Regions from separate parts of the Drosophila melanogaster genome. Here region 1 is linked to region 2. A link is a contact called in public Hi-C data. All regions are on one chromosome and are shown on one strand. The core of a region is the stretch at or near the end of the contact, and the rest is flanking DNA. Distances in the headings are between cores, read along the strand shown.

The links. Hi-C and Micro-C count contacts between places; a contact is called where the count stands out from the background.
Region 1: a contact with region 2 is called in a Hi-C map of the Kc167 cell line, with 2.8 times the contacts expected there. A contact is called at or near these places in 10 of 107 Hi-C or Micro-C datasets (the Kc167 cell line, the OSC cell line, embryo and 5 more) and 2 of 7 datasets of targeted methods (both in the Kc167 cell line).

What each region holds. Positions count from the first base shown.
Region 1 is chr3R:24,570,694-24,575,423 of dm6, forward strand. It overlaps lncRNA:CR46094 (long non-coding RNA:CR46094), which reads left to right and starts at 3,077. Exons shown (of 1, transcript NR_133443.1): 1 at 3,077-3,611. The region is part of intron 2 of REPTOR (Repressed by TOR); the gene reads right to left.
Region 2 is chr3R:24,269,487-24,274,776 of dm6, forward strand. jar (jaguar) reads right to left here and starts at 1,747. Exons shown (of 17, transcript NM_079754.4): 1 at 1,413-1,747. Orct2 (Organic cation transporter 2) reads left to right here and starts at 3,543. Exons shown (of 1, transcript NM_001275978.2): 1 at 3,543-5,290. The coding sequence starts at 3,944.

The sequences.
Region 1 (4,730 bases), core at 1,827-4,326, 300 kb after region 2:
TGTTGTTGTTTTGTTTGACTCGAATTTGGTTTGGTTTAGTTTTTTTTTTTTCGCCTTTGTGGGTCTCACATTTCAAAGGGCAGGCTAGATTTTGTTGTTCAAGTTTTCGGTTTCTATGTTGGGGATAGTGGGGATGTGGCTGTGTGGATGGAGCCCCTTTTTGGGCTTAAGTTAATTTTTTAATTGGTCTGCGATCATAAATTACCAGTGTGTCGGCTTAGGAAAGTGGGGTGAGCGCAGCTATGGGGGCTACATACAAATTGTACTTCGCTGCATTAGAAAGTTGTAAACATTGAGGATTTATGCCGATCCTATGACAACACTACAAATATTTCTTTCGACTGTTTGAACCATTAAGTTCAAACATGATCATAAATCAAATTTTTAGTCCAATTAATAGATGTTTCTCGGTAAAATAAATCTTGTTAAACCTTCATGCATTCCTTACAGAATATCCTTATCATGAACAGCACGATTATATAAATAGCATATAAATTTTTATGTTTGGATTAAACTTCTTCATTCTGCATCCCCTCTGTCGTTTAAAAGATATTTAAACATTTTTTAATACACCTATTTATGTGTATTCGTACCCACCTTATTTGTTTTTTTTCGTTTTTACACCTCGTTGCGTATAAACAAGTCAGAAAATGATGCTGTGATGATTTGTTGTAAAAGCGTTTTTAAATTACTTCCTCGAAGATTTTCAATTAAATGCACACGGTTTAAACAAATCCCTCTCGCGGTGTTTACAAATTAATTGATATTGTATTTTTGTTTAATTTTTCCTCATCCACATCCTCGTTTTCGCTTTTCGTTATTAATTATTATGCATATGGTGCGGTCCACGTTTATATGTAAATTTCATTGTTATTTCATGCGTGAGTGTGAGTTGTTTTTTTAACTAGGTCACACATGTAGCGATTAAGACGAAAATTTATTTATAATGAAGCACATTTGTAGTATATCTCATCCGAAGCACAGCACACCAAGCCAAACACACTCGGTTTGCTACATACACGAATTTTGATAAGCGGGGAGAAATCTTATCAGTGGCGACAAAGTTGGTGTTAATTTATTATTTGTATTATTCCGTACTGCGGGTTGCGGCACTCAATAATTTTTGTTGAAACTCGCTTCTAAATTAATGGCAAAAATTTACAACAAATTCTGATTAGCTTTGTTTGCTTTTTCAGCTACTTTATTCGCTTCGGATTGTTGTCAATTTTGCGGTTTCGACCGAGCAGCTGAGCGGCAAGCGAACAACTGATCGATGGAAGAGAGAGCGGAGCCTAAACTTGGGGCTTTTTGCTCTCTCTGCGCTCTCTGTATTTTATTTTTGTTCTTTTTGTTTTGGAGTGGGGTTCTAATAAGAATTTATATACATATATGTACGCACACAACAATATACACGTTTATATTATTCGGTAGGCGAATTCCAAAGCATTCGTCAAGTTTGGCAGCGTTTATGTTTGTTGGTTTATTTATTTATGCAAATTGGTATGGTTTTTTATGTCGTTGCCTCGGAAACTAGTTCGTTTCGTTAAATGCGGCTATTTCAAAAAACTTGTTTCTATTATGACAAATCTATTGGTTTTTCGGTTTTCTGATTTATTTCAATCTTCTCGGTACGCGTTAATTGTTTTCCTTCTCTCTTTTATTTTGATTATAACACTTTTTGTGTGCATGTGTGCTTTTATGTGCTGCCCAATACACTGGTTTTGTATTCTGGAGTCTCTTTAACGTTTTGTTGGATTATTTTTGTTGGTCTGCGCTCGTCAAACGTTCTTGACCGATTGATAAAAAGTGTGCAAAGCTCGGCGACAAAGCCAAAAAGCAGAGCGCCAAAAGCTCTCCAATCGCTTTTGTTTTGATTGTACAGCTGGAAGAGAGAACACGGAAAAAAACCGGTCCCTACATTAAATTAAAAGAATATTTTTTTAAGTGGTATGCAAAACCAAGATAGTTTTTGTTTTCATTTAATAAAATTACACATTGGTATTAAATATTTTTTTCGGTGTGAGTAGCGCAGCTTATGAGAGCGCATGCCCCACCATCTCTCCCACTCACACACCTAACGAATGTCTGTTGCTTCTTTCACTTCGTCTTTTCCATTTTGGAGAGAGAGCAAGAAGAGGGGAATAAGAGAGGCGGAACAAAAAGCTCGAGTACAGTCTGTTGTTTTGGTTTTTATTATTCTTCTGCTTTTTGCATTTGATTATTAAATAAATTCATTTACAAAGCTTTTCCGCCACTCTCTCCTTCTTCCCTTACCTCTCTTGTTTCCTCTTCCTATCACCCTCTATTTTGACGTCACTTTCGTTGTTTACTTCAGCTTGTTTTCCCTTTTCTTGCACATTCGCCGCCGTTGTTGTTGTTCTCGTTCGGTCTTTTTTATGCAAATTTTTGTTATGAAATTGTCTGGCGCTTTGATTTCGATTTGATTTTATTTTTCGCCAGTGTAAAAATAAACTTGTTTACAACAATCGAAAAATACAAAATACTATAAGTATTTTGCCATTGCAGAATTAAGTAAAATTGCAAGCAATAAAAGAAGCAGAATGCGCGCGTTTTTCCTCGCTGACGTTGCACTTTTTTTTGCACACGATCTTTATTAGTTTGTTTATAACAAAACGAATCAAGAGATCGCAAAAACAGCAGTATCAATTCAACTTCTGAATCCACCGCCTATCACTTGGATTCTTTTAGATACTTTTGTATCTCATTTCTGCGATCGATTTGTCTGAGTTTCCTGTGAACTTCTCGGATATTTTCAGCTGATGAAATTATGCCCCATTAAAGAGTAATGCGATACAGCTTAGTTGGCATTATGAACGTGGAAAACTGAAACTTCAGCGGATATATTTTACTCGGCTTTTATCAGGTTGGGTTTTTGTTTATATTATATTGAATTCTGATAAAATCGTTATTTGTTTATATTTCAACTGGTGATAAAAGCATACTAGGAATTCACTGATTTCCCTGAATTCCCATTTCGGAATTAATCAGAACTGTCAATCATAGCCTTGTATGATGTATGTATGTGTGATGTATGTCATTTATGTACATTTAATATATTCAAGAATTCTTCATAGATAAACCAACTTCAAACTGCATTTATTTTTGTAACTTCCAAGGACCCACTGAAATTTATTACCTTAAAGATACCAGGCAACATGAAGGGTCTGCAAATTCGATTAAATTAAATTTTAGCGACACATAATGGAAATTCTGGACAGGAGAGGAAAATAACCAACTGACGCACGGAGTTACATGTGTATATTTGTTATTTATACAGTAGCTGCTGTGGCAGAAAATCACGACCATGTCCTTGAATACGAAATTGCGACCCAACTTGCAGAGGGAACGCCAAGGATACGTAGGGAGCAGCAAGGATAACAGCCCGATCCCACGCTCTGTTTAACACCCTCAACCGCCACGACAAAAGCACAAATTGTTTATACGTACATATATACAGCTGCGGTGAAAATAATAGCACCGGAAGTGCAGGGATTTAGGATATAGATAAAAATAGTTCTTATACAAAAGAAAGAAATTGTAATTTATGTACAGTTAATTAGTTAGTATTTTTGAAATAAACCTTTTAATTGAAATCTTGTTATTTCCAAAATTTCATTTATAATTGTTCAATATAAAATTGTCCGTTTAAGTAAGCTTTACATAGAAAATCGTTTTATATCATTTTCATATCGTTTTCATTTTCATATCGTTATATTTGTGACCTCGACTGTATTTATCCCTGTTCAAGGAGGCATGTAGAATGATTTTCAAGGACGTGGGCGCCGGCATTTGAGTATTTACAATATATATTCCCGATACCCGACGCCGCCTACGTAACAAAGTGGGATTAGATACATACATAGCTATGTATGCATTTGTATATGTACATATGTACTTTAGGGATGCGTGGGCTTTACGATTCGGGTTCCATGGGATCGAAGCTCCACACTTTCACTTTCGCTTTTCCTGCGCCAAAGTTCAAGGCAGTGCAAAGCTTCGAAGACCTTGAATAGCTTTTTTTCTTCCTTTTTTTTCGTGGGCGTTGTCCTTCGTCGGCGATTTCAATGGTCGTTTCCCCACACAATCCACAATCTTATTTATGCATAGGCGCGAGTTTTCCGTTCGCTGTGAATTTTGACCAATTCGGAAGCACGCCAAGGCATAAATAATCCCTTATTAATTAATTAGATTTTGGGCCGCGTATCCCTTTTTCCACAAGGCCATGTGACAACGCCCAGAGCTTTGGTTTAAGCCTTTCGCTAAGCTTCCCGGCGAAAGGCTTTCTCGCGAATCGATGTTGTTTTTGTTATGAATAAGCAGAAGCACAACAAAAATGCCAACCGCAGACTGTCAAGGACAGTGGGCGTAAAGTGGGCGAACCGAGTGGGCATCACCGAGATGTCCTTCCGAACTCGAGCATTTCTGCGTCGTAATTTTCCAGCACAGCAGCGGGAAAATGGCGAAAATCCACCCCCAAGGTTTTGGTTCATTCTCTTTGCCATCTTTTTATTTCTCTCTTTTTTTGTTGTTGTTTTTATGGGGGCTAGCCGGCTGGTGTGCGTACACAAAGTCTATACACTGATGCAGTCCTTACAGATATCCCCACAGCCCCACATCCCCGCATCCACATCCACATTCAGCGGAGACGTTGTTGTGACGCGTATCGATTTGTTTATGTTTATCAAATGGAAATTGGCACAAGGGGCCCC
Region 2 (5,290 bases), core at 497-2,996:
GGATTGTGATCCTGCGATCCTGTCAGCTGTGTGGCGCGTGTTGGGAATTGCTTGCCACCCGGCGAGGGGGAGGTCACGTCGGTTTGAAAGGGGGTTGAACGGGGCTTGAGTGACAGCCAGCACAGGGACAACAACAGGACTTCCTCCAGTGCACCGCAAAGGATCTCGAATTATATGGAATTATATGCGCGACACCCTTGTGCGAATATTAGGTGAAATGATACAGTGATACCTCAATAAATCCATCAAATATTTATTATAAAGTAAAATGTCTTGGTTAAAGGGAAATGCAAATAGGTAAGTTAGTTTTAGCACCCATATAAACATTCTTGTTTGTTTCTAGCCACCGATTCCCGTGAACAAGGACAACATTCCTCACCCCCCCAGAGAAATATAGATACCCTGGCCACATGAAAGGGTATCGACGAACCCGTTTAATTGGCTTTAAAGTGTTCAGAATAGGTTGGGCACGTCTGCAAACATGGACACGCATGCGCAGGAGCGGCGTCCACATCCCTGCTCCTCCAGCTCCTACTCTGCCCCTATTTTCCACATAAATAAACGAAATGTGCCTCGAATGGGAAATCAGACGGCCAGTCAGTCGATCGGGGAGAACGACACTTGTGTCCCTGGTTGACAGGGAAGGGAGGGGGGTGTGGCTCCAAGAAATGTTTGCTCATTTCCGCACTCAATTAAAATGGTCGGGACACAAAACTATCTTTGAGTTTGCTTTAAAAACACAACAACAACAACTGTGAACTGACGACGTTGACATGGGCCCCTGTCTATAAATAGAATTATGTACATACACACACATATGGACACATGGAATAGGGTGCATGGTTGTGGGTGCGGGATGTGGATGAGGATGCGTGGTAGGAGGACAGCTGTGGGAATTGCAGGAATGGTGGTGACATTTGCTGTTGCGACTGCGCACTCCTTTTGTTCGATTTACGGTCACGTTTTCTGTTTGAACCTCCTGTTCTATAGAGAACTAATAATATTGGAGGGCAAACAAAACAAATATGAGTCATGGTTAGAATAAGTTTACCAAAGCCAGAAAAGAGCTAAATTCTATGTAACTACTTGGTATAGAAATTAATAAAATGTAATGATTAATTGTACTTTGGTTTAGTTTATGTGCAAAAAACGATTCCCAGTTGAAAGTACTCATATGTAGGGTGCAGTCACTTCCGCGATTGCTAATCGATTTCTTGTTTGCAACACTGGCATATTGTACATAGGTAACCAATTTTCGTGGACAAGAATGTGCCAATGTCAGGCGGAAAGGCGAAAAGCGCAAGTCAACAGAAAGCAAAAGGCAGCAAATCCGCCTTCACAGGTGACCACCACTCGCTGTCAGGCGGTTATCCCCTTACCCCTATTCCTCCAGAGAGATATTGGCCACTTACCTTAAGACGGCTGGAAATCTGTACGTGCGTAAGTTACTGGCAAATGGGGATTATGTTTCCGGGGACGCACACGAACACATTGATGAAGGCGCAATCCACTTGGAATCGATCTCCTGCGTGGATTTTGTTTGGTTCGAATTTAGAACTTGCAATTTATAGCCACGATACACTATTTCCAAAAGTTTGTAACACTTGAAGTATTTTCAGCTGGGTGTTGTGTTTGTTTGCCTCGGTTTTAACAGTTTAGATTTAAGATTCAAGCGGCGATCGGAAGGCGACCAGCACGAGCGTCTCGAATCGCGTACCGTCGCGTTGGAGAGTCGAGTCGAACTGAAATCAAATCCACAACAATCCACTTTTGGATTTTCGACTTCGAAAAGCAACGGCACCGAAACAACAACAAGCACGCGCAAAACAGCTGACCGCTAGAGGTGCCACCACCGCTGCCGATAGTTAGGGCGCAAAATCTGCCCTGCAGTGTGACCAGAGATTAGTTTTGGCGCTAATTTTAAATATGCGTTACTTTTCAAATCCATAATGGTTAGATGGGTTTTTAAGATACTCATTTTCGTAGATGCAGTAGTTTTTACTTATCCTATTTGTGTAGCCAGTTCTAAACTTAAAGCTTGGAATATGGTAATTTAAGATGCACCGCATATCAGTATATATAAACAGTATACTCTTCAAAAAGATTCACCGCTGATCGTGCTGTTTTTAAGTTTAATTATGAAAGATGCAAACGAAAATGGCCAAGTTTGAATGGAATGGGTTAAGAATGCGGTGTTATCGAGTGGTTCACTCTTCTGCAACACCTGCATCACGACTGGTCCACAGTCGCAGTGGTTTATCCGTCAGAATGTTGGATAGTGTTGTACTCAGTTCTCAGTACTATACTATAATTATTTCAGCAAAGCAAGAAGATTTGGCAACTTTTCAAAATATAGATTTCGATGGCTGCACAACGGTGCGTTCTCATATTCTTGTTCCCTATATATTTTAAGTTTAGTGACGTGGAGCAGGACAATTGGTTCCCACATACCGCCCGTACTCTTTGTAAAAGTTCCAAGAGGGGTTGTTTAATGAATAAAAAGTGAGGTGACTAATTATTTTCCTGTCCTTAACTTTACCAGCTACCACCACCACCTGGATGCATTCTGGGGATCAAATATTCCGCCAGCCTTTGTTGCAAATATTTAGATAAATAACACTAGCGAATGAACGAGAAACGAGTGTGAAATAGGAGCCATTGTATCGTACGATTTTCCGTCTTTGATTTTTCGCTCTCATAATGGGTCAGCGCCCCGCTTATTAATTGAGCTCAATCAGGAGCGTCTTTATTAATTGTCGCAGGGGTATATTGTGTTTTACTAACTATAGTAAGTTATAAGTTATAAGTAAGTATGGTTGAACCCTTCTAACTTTGTAATACTAGATTTCAAAGTTGAAGTTACTTGGTGTACTTGCTTAACTATAAGATATAATTTTCTAATGAAACTAAGTTCTTTTAGCTGATGAAAACTGGTATCTCAACGAACAAGAATGGGTATCTCTTAGTCGCTAGACTCAACTGCGACCATTTCTTTGTATTTTTGCAATACCCGCTTAATTGTCTGTCTGTCGCAGCGCAGCTCAATTGGAAGTGAAAGAGAGCGCGTAGGTCTGAGTGATCGTGATCGCCTGATTGACAAACGACTGCCATCGGATGAGGCATTCGAGTTTCCACTTACCTGGCTTACCTGGCTGCAAGCGGCTGTGCAAATGGAAATTGGTAGAGGCTTTCCCCGTAAGTGGCCGGGGATCGGTGTAATTTGCTACCAAAAACGACTAGGGGTGGCTCCGTACCATGTTAGTCATATCTCCACCTTCTCCTCGTCCGCCTGAAGTGGTTGTATCTGGGTATTGCTATCTTGGTATTAGAGACCCGCTCTCCCGATTCCATATCGATTCCACTGAGAGTGCGCATGCAGCCGGCGTTTGTTTGCCGTTCTTCTTTTCGCATATAACATAAACAGTCGGATATATCCGAGCACCAGAGAGGGTCGGATATATAGCCGCCTTTGCTGTTGTCCCTGTCGGTTGGCATGAGCTATTGTTTTTGGCTTCGGTTTGGTCTTGGTTTGGTTTGGATAGTCAGTTCGGTTTCGTTGGCCTGAGGTGACGCATCTAGATAGCGGGTTGCCGGTTTCTTTCGCGAAGTGCCCTTGTTTTTCCACCGCGGTTTCACTTCCTCTCCCTGGCCAACATATTTGGGCAACACGTGTTGGCCGATAATTGCCGGAACCGAGACGGAGAATTCTCGCTCTCCCTCTCTCTAGGGAGCAAAGTACACGTCACAACGGAGCAGAGAGTCCACTCTATTTCTCGGAAACTTGCGAGTGCGTCGACATCACGAGATTGTGCCAAAAAAGCATAGCGTTTCCGATTTGGTGTTTTATTATACCGGCGCCACTCGACGAAGTCAGTTGCGCGAACGGAATCTAATATTTAGATTCGTGGACTCTGGACAAAAGTGTTGAGTGTGCAGTTTAGCCATGGGCTACGATGAGGCCATCATCCATCTGGGTGATTTTGGACGCTATCAGAAGATCATCTACTTTCTCATCTGCCTAACATCCATACCAGTTGCCTTCCACAAGCTGGCCGGGGTGTTCCTGCTGGCCAAACCGGACTTCCGGTGCGCCCTGCCCTTCGAGAATGGAAGTAGCTACGACTTGCCCACCCACCTGTGGAACCTATCGTATCCGGAGAATGAAAGGTGCTCCTACTACGATGTGGATTACACGGAGGAGTACCTGAATGGCAGCATTCCACGGAGCAGCAACGAAACCAAGACCTGTTCCAGCTACGTTTACGATCGGAGCAAGTACCTCAATAGTGCGGTGACCGAGTGGAACCTGGTTTGTGGCAGGGATTTCATGGCAGCTACCAGTGATTCGCTCTTCATGCTGGGCGTGCTTCTGGGCAGCATTGTGTTTGGTCAACTGAGCGATAAGTACGGAAGAAAACCCATCCTCTTCGCCTCACTGGTCATCCAGGTGCTGTTCGGTGTTCTGGCTGGAGTGGCTCCGGAATATTTCACCTACACGTTCGCCAGGCTGATGGTGGGAGCCACCACTTCCGGAGTTTTCCTCGTGGCCTATGTGGTGGCCATGGAAATGGTGGGTCCGGACAAGCGCCTTTACGCCGGCATCTTCGTCATGATGTTCTTCTCCGTGGGATTCATGCTGACGGCGGTCTTCGCCTACTTTGTCCACGACTGGCGCTGGCTGCAGATTGCTCTAACGCTTCCCGGACTAATTTTCATGTTCTACTACTGGATCATTCCGGAATCCGCCCGCTGGCTGCTCTTGAAGGGACGTAAGGATTGCGCCATTGCCAACATGCAGAAGGCGGCGCGATTCAACAAGGTGGAGATCAGCGATGAGGCTTTGAGTGAGCTGCTCGATGAGGGAGAAAACTCGGAGGAGAAGGCCAAGCAGAAGCTGGAGGATCAGGAGCTGGATGAGGGACCACCGCCCTCCGTGTGGGATCTCTTCTGCTACCCCAATCTCCGGCGCAAGACGCTGCTTATCTTCCTGGACTGGCTGGTGACCAGCGGCGTGTATTATGGTCTCTCATGGAACACCAGCAACCTGGGTGGCAATGTGCTGCTGAACTTCGTCATCTCGGGAGCCGTGGAGATCCCGGCCTATATATTCCTGCTGCTGACCTTGAACCGCTGGGGCCGGCGATCGATCCTGTGTGGCTGCCTGGTGATGGCCGGTCTCAGTCTCCTGGCCACGGTCATCATTCCGCAGCGAATGCACACCCTCATAGTCGCGTGCGCCATGCTTGGCAAGCTGGCCATCACGGCGTCGTATGGAACCGTTTACATATTC